2 separate regions of the Sus scrofa genome follow, and region 2 is linked to region 1. A link is a contact called in public HiChIP or PLAC-seq data. All regions are on one chromosome and are shown on one strand. The core of a region is the stretch at or near the end of the contact, and the rest is flanking DNA. Distances in the headings are between cores, read along the strand shown.

Evidence for each region. HiChIP or PLAC-seq counts read pairs in DNA pulled down with a chosen protein or histone mark.
Region 2: an H3K27ac HiChIP or PLAC-seq map of skeletal muscle shows a contact between it and region 1. The contact joins the enhancer-like site here to the promoter of CHRNG in region 1. A contact is called at or near these places in 2 of 5 promoter capture datasets (fetal skeletal muscle and liver), 11 of 47 Hi-C or Micro-C datasets (embryonic fibroblasts, epiblast stem cells, liver and 4 more) and 2 of 2 datasets of contacts at active chromatin or transcription factors (alveolar macrophages and skeletal muscle).

The regions. Positions count from the first base shown.
Region 1 is chr15:133,048,617-133,055,448 of Sscrofa11.1, reverse strand. CHRNG (acetylcholine receptor subunit gamma) reads right to left here and starts at 3,781. Exons shown (of 12, transcript XM_003133731.3): 1 at 3,082-3,781; 2 at 2,743-2,882; 3 at 2,466-2,510; 4 at 2,169-2,278; 5 at 1,442-1,597; 6 at 361-458; 7 at 1-41. The coding sequence starts at 3,136.
Region 2 is chr15:133,096,299-133,103,048 of Sscrofa11.1, reverse strand. No RefSeq gene overlaps it. Among named protein-coding and RNA genes, the nearest start is that of EFHD1, 20 kb to the left of the region's middle. Within about 2 kb of position 5,343, at least 4 of the 83 cell types and tissues checked have an H3K27ac peak or open chromatin away from gene starts, as enhancers often do. A contact at or near this core is called in skeletal muscle, where this site is marked.

The DNA.
Region 1 (6,832 bases), core at 2,532-5,031:
CATCTTGGCCGGCCGGTGCCGGATGGCCCACTCCCCATTTTCTGTGGGCAGCAGGCTGAGTGGGCACAGGGGGTGCGGACAGGCAGACAGAAACCCAAGTCCGTGCGACCCAGCCACGGGGCAGCCAGCGTGTGCCCAGGGGAGCCAAGGGTGGAAACAGGGGCGGGTGGATGCCTGATCTCCCTCCTGCCGAAACTGGGCGAATTATCCTGGGGGAAATCAGAACTTTGCTGGGCCTTTGAATAGATGTATTTTATGGTTGGGTGTGGTTTTCACCTTGGGTTTCATGGGAGGGTGGCATGAGCCAGGTCTGGCCCTGCCCCACAGCCGGCTCCAGCAGGGGCCTTGGGTGGAGGGTACCTGTGAAAGCCTCGGGGTCAATGAAGATCCACTCGATGGTCTGACCGTCCTCTTGGCTCAGCTGCAAATTGATCTCGTTGGTGCTGTAGGTCTGGGACCTGGGAGACGGGGAGGGAAAGAGGATAAATTTGAGCGGGTGTAGACCCACCCACGGTGTCACACAGATGGTCACCTGAGGGCAAATGTGGGCCGTTTTGCCTCCAAAAGCGCAGCCAAGAATTTCTGAGGTCAGAAAATCCTGGCGGGATGTGACAGGGCAGGGAGTTGGGCTCTTGGAGTTGAAGGGCCAGGAGGCTGCTGCCCAGTGCGCCCCCTGGTGGCCAAATGTTCCAGGATCCCGCTGTTTCTGGGGGAGAACAGGGACCAGGGACCTTGGTGAGACCCTGCACCTCTCTGGTTTGCCCAGGAGGGTCTCCCTGCCAGGTGTCCTTGTGAAAAAGACCGTCCCTGTAAAATATGGGGAAACCCTCACACAGTCCCTCTTTCTCCCTTTTTTTTTTAAGGGTCACACCTGTGGCATACGGAGGTTTCCAGGCTAGGGGTCATATCGGAGCTATAGCCACTGGCCTACACCACATCCACAGCAACACGAAATCCCCAGCCGCATCATTGACCTACAGCACAGCTCACGGCAACACCAGATCCTTAACCCACGAGCAAGGCCAGGGATCGAACCTGCAACCTCATGGTTACTAGGGTTTGTTTCCTCTGCACCACAGGAACTCATTAGTGGATGAAGACACTGAGGCAGCGCCCCCCTCCTCCGCGGGGCTGGAGGGTGCAGCCTGTGTGAGCATGCGTGTCATGGACGTGTGTGGGCCTTCTTGCCCGCCCACCCCCGCCCTCATAGTCCCTCTTTGGGGCACAGGCAGGGAAACTAAGGCAGTGAAGGAGGGTGAGCGAGGAGCCTGGGCCTTAGCAGGCAGGGACATGGGTGTCTTGGGGTGTCTGGGCCCGAGTCAGGCACAGAGGCCCCAGGGAAGTGGAGTCATGCCCCTGGCTGGAAGCCCCATGTCCCCTCCCCCTCCAGGGCCCCTCTTGGAGCGGCTCCCCAAATCCCCACCCCCGTCAGTGGCCTCACTGGAAGATGAGGGAGCAGTTCTGCCAGTCGAAGGGGAAGTAGGTGACAGAGACGGGGCAGGAGGAGCGGAAGATGGCGGGCGGCAGCCAGTAGACGCAGCCATCGGGGGACACGAGCACGTTGCAGTAGAGGGCCACCTCGAACACGCCGTCCACGCTGCGTACAGACCAGGCCACGAGGCGGGGGGCTCATACCTGATGATCCCTGCCTGGCCAAGACCTGTGCCCAGACCAGCCCTCCGCCCCAAGTGGATGGAGCCTGGGGGCAGCAGCCCTCCCCCGCCCCTGCCCAGTCCCCTCCTGGCCCCACAGGAACCTCCCTGCCACACCCACCCCACTAGGGTCCCTCGGCCCCACCTCCTAATCACTACTGCGTTCCCCTACTCTCTTCATGTCCTAACAGTGAGCGACACACCAGCTAAGCTGCCAGGCCATTGGCAGCCCTAGCGAGCCTGTCCTGTTGACTCCTGACACAACTTCTGTAGGAGCTGTCCTTGTCCCCATGGTAGAGGAAGAGCCACCCACCCGGGTGGCCCAGGTGGGAGGTGCTGGAGCCAGGTCTGGAATCAGGTCTGCTGGCCCTGGGCCCTACCCTCATCACCTGTCCCCGTGGGGTCCCCAGGCTGCACCCTCTGTTCACCTGTCTCTTTTTCCCAGAGCCCCCTTGTCCTGCTGGGCTCTGCCCTTGTGTCCTTTGTCCCCCCACCCTGCCTGCACGCCGTCCTCACTTGTTCTCCAGCACGACGTCAGGCCGCCACACCATGGCAGACGGTACCCTCAGGATCCACAGGCCTTCGTAGTCGCTTGGGTCCCAGCGCAGGCGGTAGTCACACCACTGCTGCAGGGGAAGGGGGTGGCCAGGCCCCTGCTGCACCATCCCACCCCCAGGAACGGGAGCCTGGGGTTGGGTGGGGTGAGGGAGGGGAGGGGTGGACGAGGCTGGAGGGAAACAGCAGCTCCAAGGGCCTCGGGACCCCAGGGTGGGGGCTGATAGAGGGAAAGAGGGCGGCAGGGTGGCGTCTCACCATTTCTATCCAGACGTTGGTGGTGAGGGCCTCCTCTCGCTCATTCTGGGGGTGCAGAACGGAGGGCTAAACCCCATCCCTTAGCCTCCCCAGAGGTTAGTCCCGACGAGACCCCAGCTTTTGGGCGGCCCCCTCGGGAGTTTTCCAGCTCCCGGGCTCTCCCCTGTGGGCGCTCCCTGCTCCTGGCTGCTGGGGCCAGCCCCCTCTCCCCCCAGCAGGTCCCAGGGGCAGGAGGTGCCACCCCCCACCCGGCCCCTGTCCTGCATCGCGTGCTCACCAGGGAGATGAGGTTGGTCAGGGTGAGCTTCAGGCTGACGTTGACGACATCCGAGTCGTGCTCGGCGGGCCTCAGGTGGGGGTTGTAGTTGTGCATCAGGTCCCCGAGCAGCCGCTCCTCCTGGTTCCGGCCCTGGGCCCCTGCAACCGTCCGCGGTGAGTGGGGGGTGCAGGGGCTCTGGGGCCGAAGGAGAGGGAGGCCGCAGGAGGGTGTGACTTGGAGAAGCAGGGAGCTGGGGGTGGCAATCGGGCTCCAGTAACCCTCCAGACCCTCCGTCCCCTGAGGCCTTGCACCCCGGCTCCTGGACACTCCAGGCCCTGCACCCCCCAGGGTCCACACCCAGGCAGACAGCCAGCAGTGGCAGGAGGAGTAGCAGCCTCTGGCCCCCGTGCATGGCGCCGCAGCTTTCGGCAGTGACAGCAGTGGGACTGCAGCTCCCCCGGCCTGGGCTAGAGAGATGCAGGCTCTGGGTCTCATGTAACAGCCCACACTCCCACCCCAGCCAGCCTGGCCCCACCAGCTGTCTGACCACAGAGCCGTCAGCTGTTCCAGGATGGACACAATGCCAGGGTCAGGTTACCCAGACTGGGGAGGACCGAGGGGCCCCGTCTGCCCCAACGGAGACGGTCCAGCATCTGTCCCCACGCTCAGGCTCCATCCATGTTCCAGCTGGGGGCCGAGGACACCAGCCAGGGACAGATGGGTGGGGAGAGAAGGCAGGGTGCTGAGGAGGGGCCTTGACCAGGGTCAGAATTTGGGGGATGTGTTTGTGTGACAGCTGATGGGTAAGCAGGTTTCGTCCCAAACATGTCCCACCAGCCTGACATCTCCATGGTGACTCCACCAGGCTGAGACGCTGAAGGCCAAGTGCCCACGGGAGAGACCAGCTCTGTCCCCCAGGCAACGACACCTTAACACAAATGAGGGCACCAGGTCAGTGTCCCCCCATTCTCTGAGGCATGGGACTGGGGCCTGGTGAGCTTGAAACGGGGAGGGTTGGGAGTTCCTGGTGTGGCTCCATGGGTTATGAACCCAACTAGCATCCATGAGGACGTGGGTTCAATCTCTGGCCTCGCTCCGTGGGTTAAGGATCCGGTTGCCGTGAGCTGCACTGTAGGTCACTGCAGATGCAGCTTGGATCCAAGGTGGCTGTGGCTGTAGTGTCGGCCGGCAGCTGCAGCTCCAATTCGACCCCTAGCCTGGGAACCTCCCTATGCCACAGGTGCAGCCCGCAAAAGAGAGAAAATCTCTCGTGTTCACTTGCGGTCTAACAGCTTTGCCACCTTCTACTCCAGAGGCTGGAAAAGCAAAATGATTGTTTCCCAGGCTCCCTTGCAGATGGAGTGGCCGGGTGAAAACAGCTTGGCTGATGGGGTGTCTGTTGATGTCGGCTGAGGGGCTTCAGCTTTTGCTTCCTGATAAAAGGGGCAGAAATGGCTGGCCCCTTTCCTACTTGATGTGATGCGTGGTGATGTGACAGTCATCGAACCACCAGAAGCAACCAGCCTGAAGACAAAGCCGGGACACTAAGGAGGAAGGGCTGGGCAGGGGGCACAGAGCCTGGGTCCCTCCTAGCTTTGTGGGGCAGCTGAGACACAGCTTACCATGTGAGAAAGAGGACACCTTACTTCTTGTTTAAATCACAGGGTTTTTTGTTTGTTGGTTTGTTTGTTTTGCTTTTTAGGGCCCCCACCTGGCATATGGAAGTTCCCAGGCTAGGGGTCTAATTGGAGCTTCCGCTGCCAGCCTACACCACAGCCACAGCAACGCTGGATCCTTAACCCACTGAGCGAGGCCAGGGATTGAACCCACATCTTCCTGGATACTAGTTGGGTCCATTCCCTGCTGAGCCACAGTGGGAACTCCCTAAACCACAGTTCTTTGGGTTTTGTGTTCCTTACGGCCCAGCGCAATCCTGATGGATTCATGGCCCTTTGCAAGAGAGTGGGTAGCCTTGATGGCCTGCAGAGTGTGTAGGGACGCCCTCTGGCTTCTTGGGAAGCTGGTCCCTGGGGTGTGACTTCCTGGGAAGGGAAGGCCACATGGATAGGTCCCGATAGCACCCTGGGGGAGTGGGTACTGTCGGGGGACCCTCTGTGACCCTGGGCACCTGCGTAAGAGTTACCCCTGGTTGGGTGTGGCATTTGGGGGTTGCCTTCTCTGGAATGGTTACAGCCACTTGAGCAGGTCAGACAAGGAGACCTTCCTGTCGGACTAAGACCTGCTGCCCACAGCGCCACCGTATGACAGAGAGAGGCAACAACAGTGGCTGAGGGATCTGATTTCTGCCCTCTCTGGTCTCAGTGAGACAGGCACCTTCCCAGCGTTAGTGGCCAATTCCAGGAAAGACCCAGACAGACTGTTCATCTGAAGGATAGAAGTCCAAGCTATTTTCTTTCCCTGTTCAAGGGGAAAAGTTAAAGATTTGTACCTTGACTTTTTGATTTAAAAAAACTTTTTTTTTTCTTTCTGCAGCCACACCTGTGGCATATGGAAGTTCCCAGCCCTGGGATTGAGTCGGAGCTGCATCTGCGACCTACACCACAGCTCACAGCAACACCGGATCCCTAACTTGCTGAATAAGGCCAGGGATCGAACCCGTGTCCTCACAGATACTAGGTGAATTCATTAACCACTGAGCCACCTTTGCAGATGAGAAAACTGAAGCCAAGAGATGAGGAGTGGTTCACTGAAAGTCATGCCGCTAGTGTAAGGCGCCACCCCAAAACGTTGTCTCTTCAAACAACAAACATTTATTGTCTCATGATTGCTGAGGGTCAGAAATCCAGTAGCCGTTTAGTTGGGAGGTTCTAGCTCAGAGACTTTTGGGGGGCTGTGATCTCCTCTGAAGGCTCCATTGTGCCTGAAGGATCCCCTTCCAATATCACTCACATAGCTGTTGGCAGGAGGCCTCAGTTCCTTGCCATATGGGCTTCTCCACAGTGCTGCTCATCATGCCAGCCGGCTCCCCCAAAGTCCAAGAGCCAACTGAGAATGATTGAGGGAGTGCGAGCAAGACAGACAGAAAGAGGGGGGCGGGGTCCAGCAGGTCTCCACAGTACTGGGCTGCAGGTTCGATCCCCAGCCTGGCACAGTGGGTTAAGGATCCAGGATCGTATGAAGTCCCAACTGGGGTGCAGATCTGATCCCTGGCCTGCGAACTCCCTATGCCATGGGGAAGCCAAAAGAGAAAAAAAGAGAGGGGGGGGGCTACAGTGCCTCTTAGGACCTAATCTCGGAAGTGACGCACTAACACTTACGCTCCATGCTCTGGGTCGCACAGACAAGTCCTGGAGCCGTGGGAGTCACTACGCAGGGTATAAATAACAGGAAGTGGGGATCATGGGGCAACCTTGGTGGTGGGCTATCTCACAGAAACACATCCTTTGGCTCCTGCACCCTCAGCCTTTGGCCCTCGGGATGGGATTGGTGGGGGCCCCTTGGCGGTGGAGCTGCCAGATTCAGCAAAGTAAATTACAAGAGTCCCAGTTAAAGTTAAATTTCAGATAAACAAGGAATCATTTCTTAGCACAAGTATGTCCCAGGTCTTGCCTGGCAACCCCGCTCCAGCGAGGAGGAATAGGGTCAAGAGGGGACAATCCTGGGCGGACGGCCGAGTCCCAGGGCTCTAGGATGGTGTGTGTGACCCGAGGCTGATGGGCTGACCTCTGGCCCCTGCAGATGCTGAACCTGACCCTTCCACCCCCCGCCCCAGCTTCCCAGAGGGAACCAGACAGGGAAGCCAAGGCAGAAGGGCCTGGGGGAGCCCATTCTGCATTCCCGGTGCTCCCACGCCTGCCAAAAATCTCTTCTGCCAGTGGCCTGGAGAGGGGTCTCCCCAACCTCAGCTCCAGGTGGTGTCTCAGAAGCCCAAGGCTAAGGGGTGTCAGGAGGAGGTGGCTGGAAGAGGTGGGGGGGGCGGGTGAAGGCACAGGATCCCACCTGCTCTACCTCCACTTGGGGGCAGAGGAGGCAAGAAGTTTTTTTTGTTTTGTTTTGTTTTGTTTTGTCTTTTTGCCATTTCTAGGGCCGCTCCCGCAGCAAATGGAAAACTTTCATTGTTTAAAGCAAAGGCACAAGTAAAATATTT
Region 2 (6,750 bases), core at 4,094-6,593, 46 kb before region 1:
GAGGTCCAATCGGAGCTACAGCTGCTGGCCTACGCCACAGCCACAGCCACAGCCACAGCCACATCAGATCCAAGCCATGCCTGTGAACTACACCACAGCTCAGGGCAACACCGGATACTTGACCCAATGAACGAGGTCAGGGATTGAACCTGAAACCTCATCGTTCCTAGTCGGAAACTATTCATTTCCGCTGCACCACGATGGGAACTCCATACACTTTTTTCCAAAGAAGATGGGCTCGTCCCTTTAGATAGACGAGTCCCTTTGTAGAATGGCCTCAATTTGGATTTGACCAAACGGTGCTCAGACCCAAGTAACCAACGTATGTCACATGCCCTGTGTTCTCTTCCTTGCAGCCTAGTGGGTGATGCCTGATGTTTCCTTATGGCTGCTGCCTTGTTGATCCTTAACCACCGAGTGAGGCCAGGGATGGAACCCACATCCTCATGGATGCTAGTTGGGTTCGTTTCCATTGTGCCGCAACCGGAACTCCTCTCACCCACCCACTTTAGCACGGCTTTCATGTTTCCTGCTGGAATTAGTTCTTCTATGGCAGCTGCCAAAACAGTGATGCTCTCCCATTTCCACTCCTATCACCACCGGGCCATACACTAGATTGTAATAGCCACAGTAAGGTCATCTGGGGGGTTTGCTACTTGAAGAATTGTTGGAAGGCGAAAGAAATGATCACGCAGCGAGTCAGCTGATGTCTCCTCGGTTGCAGAGGAGCTGCAGAGGAGGGAGCAAGCCATCCCAGCAAAGCGGAAGGGGGGCGCCCCCCTTAAGCCTGCTGAATTGGGGGTGACAGTGAAATCTGTGTCTAGAGGGAAGATGGGACGAGGACATGAGAGGCCGGACACCCCAGGTGACACTCAAGTAGTCCAAGCCCTGCCTGTCGTCCCTCAGCCACCTCCAGAGTCAGCACCCTGGATAAAGGGTCCCTAGGGTCTCTGGTCCTGAAGCGTCGGTTCCTCTGAAGCACAGGCTGAAATGCAGCAAAGAGAAAAGTGACCGCCAGATGGCGCTGTCAGGCCCATTACTTTCTGCCCCGGAGATTCGCGGGGCCTCAAAGCAAAGATCTCCCCCTGGCACCAACATTTGATAGTAACCCCAGCGGTTCATCGATCCCTAACATGTCCCGGGCACGGCGCTGGCTCTTCGGGACTTGAGTTCACTTGATGCTGAGGCGTAGGAAATCGTTACATTCCCAGAGAGGAACCAGGCTCAGAGTCGTCTAGTGACTTGCCTGAGAGCACACAGCCGGCAAGCAGCAAAGGTGGCCTGACCCTACCCTGCATCGCCCTCCCAGCGATCACACTTCCGTATTGATGTTCTCCTAGATAGTCATGGACAAAAACACGGTGTCCTTACAGTGAAGGATGGTGGGGGACTTTGGGGTCACAGTCTTGAGGACTTGGTCCCTAATTTTTTTTTTTTTTCTTCTTTTTAGGGCTACACCTCGGCATATGGAAGTTCCCAGGTTAGGGGTTGAATAGGAGCTACAGCTGCTGGCTTACAGCAATTCGGAATTCAAGCCGTATCTACAACCTACACCATACCTCAGGGCAACTCAGGATCCTTAACCCACTGAGCGAGGCCAGAGATTGAACCTCGTCCTCATGGATGCTAGTCGGATTCATTTCCACTGAGCCACAACGGGAACTCTTTTTTTTTTTTTTTTTTTTTTAACGGCGGTACCCTTCGCGTATGGAAGTTCTCTGGCTGGGGATTGAATCCGAGCTGCAGCTGCAACCTATGCCACAGCTGCAGCAATGCAGAATCCAGGCAGGGGATCAAACCTGTGCTCGGAAGTGACCCAAGCCACTTCAGTCAGATTCTTAATCCACTGTGCCACTCTGGTCCCTAATTCTTTTTTTCTTTTTTAGGGCTGCGCCTACAGGATATGGAGGTTCCCAGGCTAGAGGTCTCATCAGAACTGTAGCTGCCAGCCTATGCCAGAGCCACAGAGCTGGCCTATGCCAGATCCAAGCCGCATCTACGACCTACACCAGAGCTCACAGCAACGCTAAAGCCTTAACCCACTGAGCAAGACCAGGGATCAATCCCACAACCTCATGGTTCCTAGTCGGATTCATTTTCGCTGAGCCACGACAGAAATTCCCTTGGCCCTGATTCTTTAACGTGCCACCAAGATTGGGGGCTTTGGCTTAGTGTTTGGCTGTCTGATTTCATCACCAACTGTGGACGAAAATGGGGCAAGAGACAAAAGCGAGACAGTGAGACCTGCACGGAGCTGGGACACGCTTTGGAGGGAGGCGTCTGCTGAGGACCTCCCTGCCTCTTCCTAGGCTCTGCAATGCATAGATGCCCCATCTGGTAACGCATGGATTTCCTGGAGCCTCAGCTTCCCTATCTGTAAAATGGGATCACAGTTATCTGGTTGTCAGAGCTCAGAAGGACAGAATGAGATTATGTTGTCAGAGCTGGTAAGAGAATGTCTGGGTACCGAGGGGGAAGGGCGGCTGGGAGGAGCGTGTCCAGGAAAACCGGCGTGTCCAGGGTTTCTGAGTCCGAGTTATGCAGGCTGAGAGGGGTTTTCTCTGTCTTGAGGAACTGTGGGATGTAGGAAGATGGAGAGGAAGGAAGAGGATGAACTTCAGATCTATAGAATTCGGAGTGATGGTGAAGTCTGTCTAGTGGCAAAGTGGGGACAGGATACAAGAGCCGGGACATCTCAGGTGTCAGCAACCTGAGATCCTGCCGGTGGCGGGAGAAGACACAAGAAAGAGGAGCAGAAAAGGGACGTGACTCATGGCCCTGGGAGGAGATGGACATGTCAGGGCAGGGAACAGGGACCCCAGAGGGTCAGCCAGAAGTGAGACGAGTATGCCCCTGGCCAGGGAGCATGCAGAAAGCAGGGGGCTGGGTCACGGGGCCCAGGACAGAGTGGGCAGTGCATGGTGCCTGCTGGCCCAGAGCATTCATTTCGGATGCCGGGAAGGGAAGAAACAAAAGGAAGGGTGGGGTTTAGGGAAGTTAGGTTGTTTTTAGCAGGAAAAAGAGCAACCCTCGAAGAGGAAGATGAATAAATGCTGACGAGGAGAGGGGAACCCTGGCAGCAAGTCCTAGCCGAGGATGAAAGGCATTTAGATGTTGCTAAAGCAAATCCTACCTTGTGCTTCAGTAATGAAACTTCACAACCAAGGGGGTTTGTTCCAGGAATGCAAACATGGTTCAAAATTAGCCTATTCATGAAATTTATCAGGAACTCCAAGAGGCGGTGTTAAAGGAGAAATGTACAAAAATGATTCCCATGCCCTCTACTGCAGCTTCAGCTTAAAATATAATGAAAGGGGAGTTCTCTGCTAGCCTAGCAGGTTGAGGCTCCTGTGTTCTCACCGGTGGGGCTCTGGTTGCTGCTGTGTGATGTAAGTTCAATCCCTTGCCCAGGAACCTCCACATAATGCCCATGTGACAAAAAACACGAACAAACAAAAACACAAGAGAGAACCTGAAATGTACATTGCAACTCTCATTTAAAAAATAGGAGTGTCCAGGAGTTTCCATTGTGGCGCAGTGGAAACAAATCTGACTAGTATCCATGAAGATGCAGGTTCAACCCCTGGCCTCACTCAGTGTGTCAGGGACCCAGAGTTGCCGTGGCTGTGGCATACATAGGCTGGTAGCTGTAGCTCTGGTTCGACCCCTAGCCTGGGAACTTCCATTTGCAAAAAGCAAAAAAGAAAACAAACAAACAAACAAAAAACCCAAAAAATAGGAGTTCTCATCATGGCACAGCAGAAACGAATCCAACTAGGAATCATGAGGTTGTGGGTTCGATCCCCAGCCTCGCTCAGTGGGTTAGGGATCTGGCATTGCCACAAGCTATGGGGTAGGTCCCAGACATGGCTTGGATCTGATGTTGCTGTGGCTGTGGTGTAGGCCGGGAGCTATAGCTCCGATTTGACCCCTAGCCGGGGAACCTCCATATGCCATGGGTGCGGCCCTAAAAAGCAAAACGTAAAATAAAATATAATGAAAGGACCTCCTGCTGTGGCATAGTGGGTTAAGGATCCAGCGTTGCTATAGCTGTGGCATAGACTGTAGCTCTGGCTCAGATTCAATCCCTGGCCCTGGAACTTGCAGCTGGGGAAAAAAAAAAAGCCCACAGCACTGCAGAATAACCATTGACAGAAAGCTCTTCATTTACATTGTTAATAAACAGAGCCATTTACAAGACAAAAAATGCAATTTGGCCAATTGTCGCTTTTCTGGATCTTTCTTTCTTTTTTTTTTTTGCCACCCCAGGGCATATGGAGTTCCTGGAGTCAGGGATCAGCTCCAAGCCGCAGCTGTGACCTACACCACAGACCCTTAACCCATTGAACAAGAACAGGGATCAAATCTGCATCCTCATGGATACTAGTCAGGTTCTTAACCCATTGAGCCACAACAGAAACTCATTTTCCAGAATGTCATGCAGTTGGAAACCACAGTATGCAGCCTTTTTAAATTGGCTTCTTTCACTTAATAATATGCATTTAAATTTCCTTCGTGCCTTTTCATAGCTTGATATTTCTTTCCTTTTTATCACTGAGTCACATCTCATTACGCAGATGTACCAGTCTGTTTATCTAATAGGCACTTTTTAAAACAAACAAAACTCTTCCCTTAGGAAGGGGGACAGGAGTTCCTGCTGTGGCGCAATGGGATTTTTGGTGGCATCTCTGCAGCACCAGGACACAAGTTCGATCCCCTGCCTGGCACAGTGTGTTAAAGGATCCCAACCTGCCACAGCTGCGGTAGAGGTGGCCACTCTCGCTGGATCTGATCTCTGGCCAGGGGGCTCCATATGCCACGGGGCAGCCTAAAAAAGAAAACCCAGAAGAAAGGGGGGTGAAGTACATTTGAGGGAGATGAGGCAGAACGAAAAGGTGTGTGCAGAGAGGCACCGCGGGACGGCGCTGTGGGCTGGAGAGGGTGGGGCACAGCCAGGCTTTCCAGGGCAGAGGCATTGGGTCGCCTGGACTGGAGCGGGGCCTGCAAAAGGAAAGCCACCGGCAGGACGTACTTAGCTGGGGCCCTGGGCCTCCGGGTTCTGGGAGAGGAGGCAGAGGCATGACAGGTGCAGCAGTGGTTAGACCTTATGTTGCTTCATGTTGACCTGTGTCCTGAGGAATTTCCTGCCTAGCTCATGGTGGGTTTCAAACCCCTCATCTCCCCCTTCCTGGCAGCTGCCGTCTGGAAAAGCTCCCCACCAAGCCCTCACTTTATGAATGTGCTACAAGAATTTCCCAGGAGGCCGGGGGCTCAGAGCCTGGACATTTAGCACCTCCGTGGCCAAACTGGCAGGCTGCCTGTTGTTGCTGGTGCTAGGGTGTAATTCACCAACTGACGACAGCTGGAGAGCCTGATGGCACTGCGCCCCCCGAACCGGGGGTAGCTGTGGGAGGTGGCAGAGTAGCTCCCACTCAGCTCTGAGATTCTCAGATCCAGGGATGCCTATGGCCTTAAGGCGATCTGCTCTACCCTGGGGTCTGCCTCCGAGATCTCCGCTGTAAATGCCCCAGGGGGTGGCTTGCCTGCTTCTGCTTGTTCACCTGCAGTGCCGAGCCAGTCACTCCATTTTTAGACAGCTCAAATGATCAGTTTCTTAAACTGCAAGGCTGTCTCCCTCTAAGTCCTGGGTCCATGGCACAAGGCCACTTTTCCAGTCAGTCATTGAGACAGCAAAGCCATTCACCTGTCACTGTTCCTCTCTCCAGACTAAAAGGATTTCAGGGCCTCTGCTCTTCCGCATCCATCCCCATCTCCCTCAGACCCTCCACCTGCATGGATCAGCCCTGTATGCTGTTAGCCGAGGCCTCTCCTCTTCCAGAAAGTCCAGTTACGATTTCCTGACCATAGCTGTCAGCTCACCCCTGTTTCCTGCCTGGGATAGTGCTGGGGGGCAGGGGGCGGTTTGGGATTTCCTGGGCTCTTGTCTGCACCACAATTTTCCTCTCCTCCTCCTCTTTCTTCTCCTTCTTGTTTTCTTTTTACAGCTGAACCTGTGGCATATGGAGCTTCCCAGGCCAGGGGTCAAGTCAGAACTGCAGCTGCCAGCTTCCACCACAACCATGGCAACACCAGACTTGAGCCACGTCTGTGAACTATGCCACAGTTTGTGGCAATGCCAGATCCTTAACCTGCTGAACGATGCCAGGGATTGAACCCCCATCCTCATGGACACTATGTTGGGTTCTTAACCCACAGAGCCACAAAGGGAATTCCTAGATTCTTCTCGTTCTTGATGGCCTTGGCAATTTTGAGGCGTCCTTGTGGGGTGTAGTGTAGAATACCTCTGTGACAGAATTTGTCTGATTTTTTTTCTTAGGCTTAAACGGGGGTTCTGGGTCTTTGGGAGGAAGACCACAGAAGCAAAGGGCCATTTTCTTCTTCTTCTTTTTTTTTTGTCCTTTTGTCTTTTTTTGCCTTTTCTAGGGCCGCACCCATGGCATATGGAGGTTCCCAGGCTAGGGGTCGAATCGGAGCTATAGCCACCAGCCCACGCCAGAGCCACAGCAACGCGGGATCCGAGCCACGTCTGCGACCTACACCACAGCTCATGGCAACGCCGGATCCTTAACCCACTGAGCAAGGCCAGGGATCGAAGCCACAACCTCATGGTTCCTAGTTGGATTTGTTAACCACTGAGCCATGACGGGAACTCCGCGGATGTTTATTTTATACTTTGGGTTACAATACACTACTACTCTTTTTTGTTGCTCAAATTTTTACAGCTTTGGC